Linked DNA regions of Mus musculus: region 1 is linked to region 2. A link is a contact called in public Hi-C data. All regions are on one chromosome and are shown on one strand. The core of a region is the stretch at or near the end of the contact, and the rest is flanking DNA. Distances in the headings are between cores, read along the strand shown.

Region 1 (5,125 bases), core at 1,725-4,224, 130 kb after region 2:
GAAAATAATTAAAAAGAAGGAAAAAAATCTATATACCATGAGTTAGATCTCCAGGGAAGAGGAGGCGGAGAAGGCTAGGCAAGCCACTGGTCTGGAAATCTGGCTGCTCTCCAGCCTGCAGGAGAGCCACGTTGTAACACTCAGAGAGAAAGTACTCTTTCTCAAATGTGGACCTGTTCTCCTGTTTTCCTTCATAGACACCAATCTGAGCCTTCACAGATCCATTTTGAGTAGGGCTACCTACTAGCATTGCCCAGACAGAGAAACAGATCCCATCCAAACATTAGCATAGGTTTGGCTTCTTCCAGAATTTCTCCCACTGCTTTGGACCACTAAATATTTTAAAAATTAGGTTCTGAGCTCCAGAGAAGCTGACAAACACATTTAAGCATATGGATTATTTTTTTAATTGTCGTTAAACGGTAAGACTTAGTAGAGATTCGTTTACAGCATTCTCTGGTGCCCCCCGTTACCCCATCCTTATTTTTGCCTTTATTTTAGGAAGCCAGAAGGACAAACATGTTGCCATGGAGTTCTGTTTAAAATAAAATAAAATACAATGGAAAGAAAAGCTGCAAGATGAAGTAACCACATGGACTACAAAATACACCTGATACTAATTACTGTCATGAAGAATGTTCTGGAAGACATTTGACTCGCCTGATGTATACATTCAAATCAAGCAAAGCAGGACTGGAAGGCTCCCTGGGGACTCTCCTGTCCAACTCTTTCCTTTTTCCAGATGAGGAAATAGGGGCCCAGACTGGGGAAGGGCCTGGACCTTGGCCTACCAGCTGGGAGGGAACAGGGCTGAGATTCCAACCACTGCGCAGTTTGTCAGAAACACATAGCTTCCAGGGTCTGTTACCTTGGCCTGTCAGTAAAGGCTTTGAAGCTGAGGGATACGGTTTGCTGCCAGGAACAGGCTTAGGAGCAAGAGGCCCAGGGGGGAAAAAAATGCAAAGGCTGACTTTGCTGTGGAGGCCCTCCTTCTCTCAAGGACACAGGGCTTGGAGCCCAGAGAATGGCTGTTGGGTGTCTGAGGGTCCTGTCAGTGCTTGCCAGAGGCTCACACCAGGCTCCAGCTCACGTTCTTTTGGGGGCTGCAATGCTGACAGCCTTCAGGGACCCCTAGTACATGGCTACTGATGCTCTCTAGTGGCCGCTGCAATCCCACTCGTCGTGGGCCACGAACATGAGCCTCCATGACAATGCGCACCCCTTGCCTCTGCCCCCAGAGGCTAGCAACTGGGCCTTCTGGTGTCTGATTGGCCACAGGGGCTTGACGACAGGGTCTCCTTGCTGATGATTGGCCCCAGCCAGCTCTGGCTGTTTCCTAGCTAATAATACTGTGGGTTAATAAATGTCTCCTGTTGACTATGGTGCTGGGAGCCATGTTTTTTGCTGCATAATGACGTCTGTGGCTGGAGAAGGCCTCTTTAGCTTGTCAGGGGCCTTCTTTTGGGGGGCTCTTTGCAAAAATGGGGTGTTTTCTTTCTCTCCCAGTATCTGACACATTCAGAAAGCTCTTTTTGATGCCCCCAAAGCCCTAAACCTTCATTTTCACCCTCCGAAGTGCATCGGTTCCTACCTTAACAACGCCCCCACCCCTGAAAAGGCCTGAGTCACCTCGCCGGCAAGCTGCTGATCGGTAACCCTGGGCTCAGCGGTGGCTTTTCTCAGTGCCTCTCAGCCCCAGGACCCGAGTCACAGTGGCATCCTAGGCTTGCTGGCCATAGGGGGCTTACGCGAAAGCAGCTGCAGAGGCGTAAATAAGGCGGCGGCGGGGGGGTGGGGGTGGGGGGCTCTTCCAGCTTCATGTCCTCCACAGGGCCTCTGACTTTCCTTTTAGGGTCTCAATCATTCTCGCTCCTTTTCTGTCACCAGACGCTTCTTCTTTGGACTCACAGTTGCCACCCACCTGTCACCCCAAGATAGATCCTTCGTCCCTTTCAACAGCATTCTGACCTTTTCGAGAGGACATTTGATGGACATGTTGCCCCCTTTGCCACTTAGGGTAGGCAGAGCAGCCGGAGGTACCACCTGTTAAGGATTAGCTCTCCTGTGCCAAGTCTCAGAGCGTCCGCAGCCAGCAGCTACGCACCATAGCAACATGTGTCTGCTTGGGCTGCGGAGAGGGGGGGGCGCCCTTCAAAGTGTGGGGAATCAGCCCGATTTGGGGGTGTACTCTAAGCATTACCACAGGGACCCCATTTTCACTAATTAAGTACTTTTCTTAGGGGGCACAGTTGCGCCTATATTCACAGTACACTCCGGGTTGCTGGGTACCCCTGTAACGGGCAGAAATGGGTCCTTGGGAAAGGGCGGAATAGCGCAAGGTTTTTGGTGCACAGGTTGTATCTTCTGTAAAGCCTGGGACTCAAAATCAAGGTCCTTTTGCCTCAACAATGCCAAATTCCCCGTATCAAGATAGTCCGTCAGAATCGGGGTACCCTATGTGGGGGTGACAGCCTCCAGGCTAACATTTGGGAATCAATTATTTTATCTGGGATTTTTATTAAAAATTTCCAGTGCAATTAGGAAAAAACAACGCTCTCCTTTCCTAAGCCGGAGCCCCTGACTGATGTTCTGAGAAACCCAGGCAAGCCATCTGCCGATCCCCGGTACCCCACCTTTATCCTTGGTCGCCTGAGAACAATCACCAGTTGGGGTTATTTCCCCCCAGTTTCTGTCTACAAATCGCCCTTCCATCCACAACTAGGGCTCATGTAGGGAAAAATCACCAGCGACCACAGGGTGTTGGTCATGGCGGCCAGGGGCACTGCGGCAGATTTTTTTTTCCTTCGTTCTTTGCTGCAGTCTGGGTGCGGCTACAGCAATTTGTCATAGAATCTGGGGGGCTCATTTTTCCGGCCAATCACTTTTAGAGAAATGAGCGCATTGCAGCAGAATGCGCTGACGTCAAAGACCACCCCTTCTGCGCCTTTATATAAACCCCACCCAGCCAGCCCCTAGCACAGAAGACGAAGAGCTGGAATAGAGCTCGCCTCGGCTCTGCTGGCCTTGGCTGCAGCTCTTCCAGAAACCCGGGGCGCCCACAGAAGAATCTCTTACCTGGTGAGTGGTTAGCCATCCTTTGCCTGAAAGGATGTGCAAAAATGAAGACGACATCACTATCTGGCTTCGGCTCCGTCCTCCTGGACATGCCGAAAGGCCAGTGCTGGGGACCTTCTCCCAAAGCCAGCCCCTTAGCCTGGTCCCCAGCATCCAACACGAAATTCTGCAAGGAAAAGAATCCTCAGGCACATTTTTCTCGCGGGTGTGGGGGGGTCCGGTCCACTAGGGCTTTTTTTCTCACTAGTGTGGGCAGCGCGGTAGAGACCCTGATTAAGAAAAGCAGCAATAATGAGATATTCCGCCCCCAAATCCAGTGTATTTTTGTTTCTGGGGTCTAAAAACCTGGTTTTGGTGGCTGAAAGCCCCCCTTAGAATCGCATTAATGGTGAGAGACATGGCGGCGATGCATCATCCCGCAAGCCCCATAAAATGGGGGGGGGGTACCTGAAAAGGGGGGTCTCGAGCCATCTTTTTCTCCTAGCCAGGTTCTCGGCGGAACGTGGGCGTAAGATTTAGAGGTTCATGTTGACCAGCAATTCTGAATCCAGATACTCGGGTTTAGTATAGACCTAACCTCGGGCAAAATATAGTGGGAAAAAAAATGTAACCATTACTAGCCGTTTCCTGACGCAGCTACTTTAACAGCGGAAAGAGAGGGCGTCAAAGGCAAATCTAGCCGGAGACCCCCAGATCACAGAGAAGGCTGCGGAACCGGGGGGCAAAGGCAGAATAGATGTGGGGGGTGGGCTAGGGTAGAAAAAACCCCACGTCCTTGCGTCTCATAGGAAGGAAAAGATAAAATGCAGAAAAGGGGGTGTGTGGAGGTGTGGGGGGTGATCTGAGTGCTGGAAATTTGGAGGCAGGGTTCTTTTTGGCATTGCGCATGATGGCTGCGGCTAGATTCTGACGTGTTGAAGGCTTTTGACTTTTGGTAAATCACCTTTTGCCGTTTCCTTTGTCCCCGTGAAGCCCCCCCTGGCCGCCCCCTCCTCATTCTGGGCTGGCTGGCTGAGGGGGGGGGCAGCCTGAGGGCTGCGACGTGGCAGGTTTCTAGAATGTTCTATTGATGGCCGCAAGAGGGCGCTGGTGGCACTGCGGAATTTTGGGGGGCGGGGTGGGGAGGGAAGAGGAGGTGGCCTTTGTTCTCCTGCAGGAGGGGGTCGGGAGCGAGATGGGTTGCGGGACCATGGGTTCATTTACCTATGGGGAAATGTTAGTAGATACCTGGATTCACTAAGGTGCGCTTGCAGGACTTACAATAGGTCAGAGATGGCGTCATCTGCAGTGGCTGTGTGATTTAGGGTGTCATGGACGCAGATTAATTTATTTTCAGTGATTTGTGTTTTCTGGGGTCTTAGAAAGGTGTGGCTTTTTGAGGAAGAATTGCAAAAAATATTAATTAATTAGGCGTCATCCATAAGGGTCTTGAGAGTTGACGTGGCAAAGGGGGGGCAAGGTTTTGAGGAGAAGGGTGTTAATTGGGTGGGGGGAGGCAGGGTGGTCTGCCTTTATTTTGTCATATAGCTGAAGACCTCAAAAATGAGTGTTCTGTATTAAGAATTGAGTCTTTAAATTTTAATTATGCTTAATTGGATTTACTAATGGTGGGTGGGGGCAGCGTCCTGCTTTTACTTATCAGGAGTAGAATTGTGGTCTGGGGGCAGCCCCTTACTGCAGGGTCTCTTTGGTGCAAGGCGGCTCCTGGATGCCTGTGTGTGTGCTGCGTCATGTCTGGAAAATGGCTCAGGCAGAGGCGATGGGGGTGCATAGCGACCCTTAAAGATGGCTGATGTGGGCTCTGCCCCCCCCCCCCAAGCCTGAAACCTGTTGGGCGCCCTCCCCCCTCCTACGTCAGTCTAGCTCTAGCAGCTGCGTCCTGGCGCCTGTGGGGGTGCCTCAGGTGGTTGGGCTATTGGAGTCTTAGTGAGTGCGGGCCGCGCGCCCCCTAGCGGTCTCTATGTGCAAATGGTTCTTGGCCTGCCAGACTAGCGCTAGAGTTGCGCATGCGCACACAGCTAACACTTGTGACCTGTCAATCAATTCATCT
Region 2 (5,404 bases), core at 2,693-5,192:
GCTCAGGCTCTGTCTGTCCGTCCTCTGAGCCCTCACCACCGGGGATGTTCTAGGGGCAGGAGACCCATTTGGAAGGCACAAGCAGGCCTCAGTTCACAGATGAACAGACAGGGACTGGTCAGATGCGACTTGGTCATGTCTGCTACAGAAGGATGCTGGAAAATCTTCACATGGGGTGCAGTGAAAACCCACCACAGCACTAGATGGGGAGAGTGAGGTACAGACCTGAGTACCCCCAGACCTGAGATACCCCCCAGATGTTTGGAGGATGTGAGGCTGCTATATGCCTACTGGCTGCTGCCCTGGACCCTGGATTCAGAGGTTTTCAGGCCAGACAGGATTAATAAGGCTGTACTTTGAGCAAGCCATCCGTTACTCCCAGCTCTGCAGTGGCCTGCCGGCTGGCCATGCCACTCCCTGTCTCACACCAGACTAAGTGGGGAGCAGGCAAGCTGGGAGGGGGTTGGGGGAATGGGTTAGGTGGGTGGGTAGGAGATCCAGGGAGTGGGAGGCAGCCTTAGCCACCATGGTGATGGAGAGCTGCCTGCCACTTGCACGAAGTGAATGAAGCCAGAGACCTTGGGCAGCAATCTTTGCTTGGGGGCAGCCACCCAGGGAGCAGCCACTTACCCTATGGGGACAAGAGGGGATTGGGGTGGGGAGCTTTTGAAAAATCAAAACTGTAATTAGTAATATCGATGCATTGTTCTTTTATTAAAAATGCTATCTTTGTTCCTGATCATAAAAAGATGCTGTTGACAGAGTAAGCTGGAGTCAGCGGAAAGAAGAAAATTAAAACCCCTTCAGTGTCCCCCCTCCCCCTTCAGGACTCTAGGGGCGTTTGGCAGTCCCTCCCGGGGGTGTGAAGAACACATATGCTGGGGTTGCTTCTATATTGTGGAGGTGGCTGACTGTATTTTAAAGATTTGTTTGTCAGTAAAGGAAGCATCCCAGGGGTGGGGTGCCTGAGGACGCATGCATTTCATTAATTTGACCAGTAAATCCAATTTTAAAATTCCCTTTGTGGGGGCAGTGGGGGGTGGGGAGGAGAATATCTTCCCTCTCTTAAAATGGTGATTGACATAGCCCCAAACCCTGTGCTCTGCAGCAGCCCAAGGGGTGTGGTGGGGGCTAGCTCCTCAATCCAGCACACACTATCCTGGGGTGTTGGCTGAGGGGCTCTGGGGCTGGGGGGGGCACAGAGTAGGTAGAAGGACAAGCTCTTCTAACTATTTGTCCACAGCTTCAAAAAGCAGCAAAGACTGCTCTGGAAAGGCATTCTGGGTACAACAGTGGGAGTCAGAAAATGAAGATGTGCCACCAGGGGCCAGGGGTCAGCAGCTGGGAAGCCAGTCCTCACAAAGAACAAGACTTCTTGCTGACCACTGCCTATCTGAACTCTAGGCTCAGGGCTGTTTCTTCCAGGAAGCCTTCTGTGGTTTCTTGGACTGGCTTAACTCCCCATTTTAGACAGAGCTCACATAGTGGGATGCCAGAATCAAGTCTCTCTCTCTCTCTCTCCCTCTCTCTCTCTCTCTCTCTCTCTCTCTCTCTCTCTCTCTCTCTCTCCCCCTCCCTCCCCACTAGACCCTAAGCCCCCTAGGAGCAGAGCCATTTTGTTTAGTGTGCACATATCTGGGTAACAGAGGTACTGGGTGGCTGGTTTGCAGAAGTGCTGTGCTGAGTAGCAGGAGTACTGAGGTGCTGGGTAGCTGGGTTGCAGGAAGGCTTTGTCATTCTGCAAACCTGTTATTCTCCTCTGCAGCTGGGGAAACTGAGGCACCAGCCCCTAAGCACTTATCTGGCTTCCTATCCCCCCCCCCTGGCCACCCCCACCCAACCCCTTTTGCCCCTCAGCTACTTAGTTTTAACATTCTTAGCCCTGGGAGGAAGAATAAGAAGACAGACTTCTCGCTTCTTTTCTTCCTGGTGACCTTTCCATGTAATTAAAAAGCAGCTATTCCCGGAGACGAGGCAGCCGGAAGCAGAGCCGTGGCTCTCTGTGTACGTGTGCGGAAATTGATTGTCTAGAGGACAGAACAGCGCTTAGGCTCTGGCGTCAAAACCACCCCCAGCTTACCCTGGGGTCTAGAGACGCCAGTCTTCCTGCAGTCCAACTGTACATAGTGTTTTCCTGTGGGGAGGGTCGCAAGCTGGACTTCCAAGTCCCCTGAGCCTCTAAGCTACCATTAGAAGTACCTTTTTCTGTGCCTAGAACAGGGCTATGAGCCTCAAAGGCCAGGTTTTGAGAGGAAATTTGAAGCATTCCTGCTCAGAAGAGCTGAGTTCAACCTAGGACCCCAACATTGCTTGCCCAAGAAATGTGGGTGCACAGCCACTTCCCTGTAGAACCTTCTGGGAGATTCATGACTGGCTCTTTCCTAGATTGTGCCATGAATCAGATTTCCTAGATCCAGTGTGACTGTCATGAGCCTGCTTGGCTCCGAGAGTGGCTCTAGGCTTAGCACCCCAAAAGCACTGGGCCCCAGGCTGGAGGGTGGGGAAGCCCCAACTAGGCCTCCACCCTTTGGCTCTCTGCAGCCTGCAGCTGCAGAGGATAATGCATGTTCTGGCTAAGGCCCAGCTCTCCTAAGCCACAGAGAATTGCAATTTAGCAAGTTTATCAAATCCGCCCGAGCTGAGAGGCGCATCTGTGCATGGAGGCATCCTGGTGAATCGAGGCTCCTCTGAACAGCAAGGCTGCCCCCACCCTGTGCTTCCCACAGGCCTGGATTAGCCCAGGCAGCTGGGCAGGAGTGGGGGCCAGGACAGCAGGGGACGTTGGGCTGAGGACTGGGACTGGGGCTTGGCTGTTCATGTGGACCTGGCTAAGACAGAGATGTGTTTCTCAGTAGATGGGGTCTTCTTGCCTATGTAAGAAACCAGGGGAATGGTCTACCAGGCATCCCCTCCCTCCCAGTGCAAGAGAAGATGGGCCAGATGGCTTATTTCTATGTACCCCTTAGACCCTGAGTGTTTGGGAGTGTTTTGACAGCCTGGGCAGACCCTTGTGAACAGAGCATCTGGCTCTTGTAAGCAGGAAAACAGTGTACAGGCCCTTGATGCGGCCCCGAGGTTCCCTCTGGGAGTGTGGGCTGGTGGGTCTCCCTCCACTAGCTAATCCAGGATGCAGGAAGGGCCCAGGTCTCCTCTGGCCGTGGGAAGCTTCTCCCTTCAGTTTCTCGTGTGTTCAGAGTCCAAGTGAGTGAGGTTCTGCCAGGCACTTCTGGTTCGGGCTGCTGAGAGAGGCGCCCCAGACCTCACAGAACTCATGAAGTCACTTAGCCCTCCAGTGCACACCCAGGCTGTGGAGGCACCCACAGAACGCCAAGGATTAGACTCAGTTCCTCCCTCTGGCACTAGGGAGCTTGCCAATCGCCTGGGAGCCCAGCCCTCTGAGGAGGCACGCTCCTACCAGGAAAACTGAGTTGGGAGCCCAGCATATCTAGAAATGGTAACTACGACTCCCTCTAGCCTTTCTTCTCCAAACCAAGTCTCGGGGCTCTTTTGAGAGCATTGGTGTCCTCTTTGAGAGCTGTGTCCGAGCTGCCAGCTACAGCAGACCCCTGCCACGCTCGAGCCAGAGCACCGTGCTCCTCTTAACTGAACCCAAGGCCACCAATAGTTCTTTTTTTTTTTCTTTCCTGAAGAAGTGGTTGCAGTGTTGCGCTCTAGCCTTCATTAGTGATCTTTCTGAAATAGGATGAGACACCTAGTTTTGGGTGACACAGGTTCAGGGGGACCGGTAGCATTCAGAGTCCTGCATGCATAGATTGCTTCAGGGAGGAGTGGGTCTCCTTGACCCCTGCTAGCTCTCCATCTTCTCAGCACAATTCTTCCAGCTGGACAGCCAGGCAGACCCCCCCCCTCCCTCCACACTTCCTGAGAGCCTCTCTGCTAAGCCAGGAAGGCGGAGGGAGCCCACAGCCCTCACATGGTCTTCATTACTGGCTAGGCTCACAGAGCAAGGGGCCCTGGGCCCCAAGTATTGCTGCTCCAGAGATGCTCAAAGCCTGGCGTGGCCGACCTTCTTCTCTGGGGCTCTGGGGCTCTGGGGCTCTGGGGCTCTGGGGCTCTGGGGCTGTACATTCCTTTCCACTGAGCAAGTGCAGCTGGGGAAGATCTACGATGGGAATGGAAAACGTGTTGGGATATTCTAGCACACAGGTGGACGTCACCTCCCCTGACACAGGGAGGTGGTGGGGCTGTGGGGCCACCAGAGGATCTGCTTTGTGCCTGGCTAGCAAGAGCAAGCGGTCGTTGGGCGTTGCTTCCATTGTCCTGAACACATATCTTAGAAGCAGCAGACCTGGGTTTGAATCCATATCTATGAGAATACAAACCAGGGCAGCCCCTTTCCCACATGGTAATGCTTTTTGGGAAACTCTACATGGGAAGCAGGGGGGGGTTGTTCCTGGTTGGGGGGTCCCTTCCTATCCACTTCTGTTGCCAGAGGCCATGAGAGTGTACGCCAAGCAGGCTGCTGCCACTGGACCACCACAACAGACTGGCCCGCAGCCCCTGACTTTCCAGCAGCTAATAAGTCTTACAAATATCCAATCTTGTTAGAAAGTGCACAGTGGCCTGAACAGCTTGGCCAGGAGCCTTGTGGGAAAGTGGAAAACGTTGAGGCTGAGCACAGGCGATCTGGGCCAGAAGCCACTTCCTGTCTCTCCCTAGGATCCTTCTTGAGGCTTCAGAGCTACCTAGCCCAGTTCCCTGTGGTACTCTGAACAGAGACTATCTCCTCCCTTGAGAGAGCCAAATAGATTCCCAGCTCCAGGCATAGTGACTCCATTTTGTCCTACTGCTCTATGGTACTTGACTCTCCTGGTGTTCGACACAGGCCTTTTCATACATTGTAGTTCCTTTCACCTAAATACCCTTCCAGTCCTTCCAGCACAGACTGGGAGATAGCCAACCATCCTGGTCCTAGAAGGATCCCGGAGATCATGGCGGAAGTGACATCACTGTGCCAGTGACATCACAGACTCTACCTGGGGGCCTCAGAGGAAGTGACATTTTGATCCTCCATCCCGAACCAACTTGTTCTCCAAGATGGACTTGGGTGGTGAGAACCCCAGGTCTAGAGATGGTAAGGAGGTCTCCCAAAGAAGTAAAAGGGAGCCTTTCAGGGTGGGTTGGGGATCAGAGGTTCTGATACTAAGAGCGCTCAGATAAGTGATGGGGTGGTGGGATGGGAGAATGGTTGGGTGAAGGTTGTGTGGTAGAATTTTCTAGACGGTGTAGGCCACAAAGCATCTCTGGCTTGGGTCCAATTCCAAGGTAGGGTATTGTCTTACAGGCACAAGTGGCATGCAGAGGAACAAGCCTACGGGAGACCATAGATAGCAAGGGGGAGGGGCAGATTCTGGCCCTCAGCAGAGCAACAGGGACAGAAGAT

What was found. A called contact is a pair of places that touch in the nucleus more often than the background predicts.
Region 1: a contact with region 2 is called in a Hi-C map of cerebral cortex, with 2.7 times the contacts expected there. The contact joins the promoter of Meg3 here to the enhancer-like site in region 2. A contact is called at or near these places in 5 of 484 Hi-C or Micro-C datasets (CD8 T cells, cerebral cortex, granulosa cells and 2 more) and 7 of 115 datasets of contacts at active chromatin or transcription factors (the NIH/3T3 cell line, VIP interneurons, embryonic limb bud and 4 more).

What each region holds. Positions count from the first base shown.
Region 1 is chr12:109,538,022-109,543,146 of GRCm38.p6, forward strand. Meg3 (maternally expressed 3) reads left to right here and starts at 2,975. Exons shown (of 10, transcript NR_027652.1): 1 at 2,975-3,078. It overlaps Gm34081 (a long non-coding RNA gene), which reads right to left and starts at 2,128. Exons shown (of 8, transcript XR_003950134.1): 1 at 1,592-2,128.
Region 2 is chr12:109,408,904-109,414,307 of GRCm38.p6, forward strand. No RefSeq gene overlaps it. Among named protein-coding and RNA genes, the nearest start is that of Dlk1, 42 kb to the right of the region's middle. Within about 2 kb of position 3,943, at least 50 of the 459 cell types and tissues checked have an H3K27ac peak or open chromatin away from gene starts, as enhancers often do. A contact at or near this core is called in VIP interneurons, cerebral cortex, embryonic limb bud and 1 more, where this site is marked.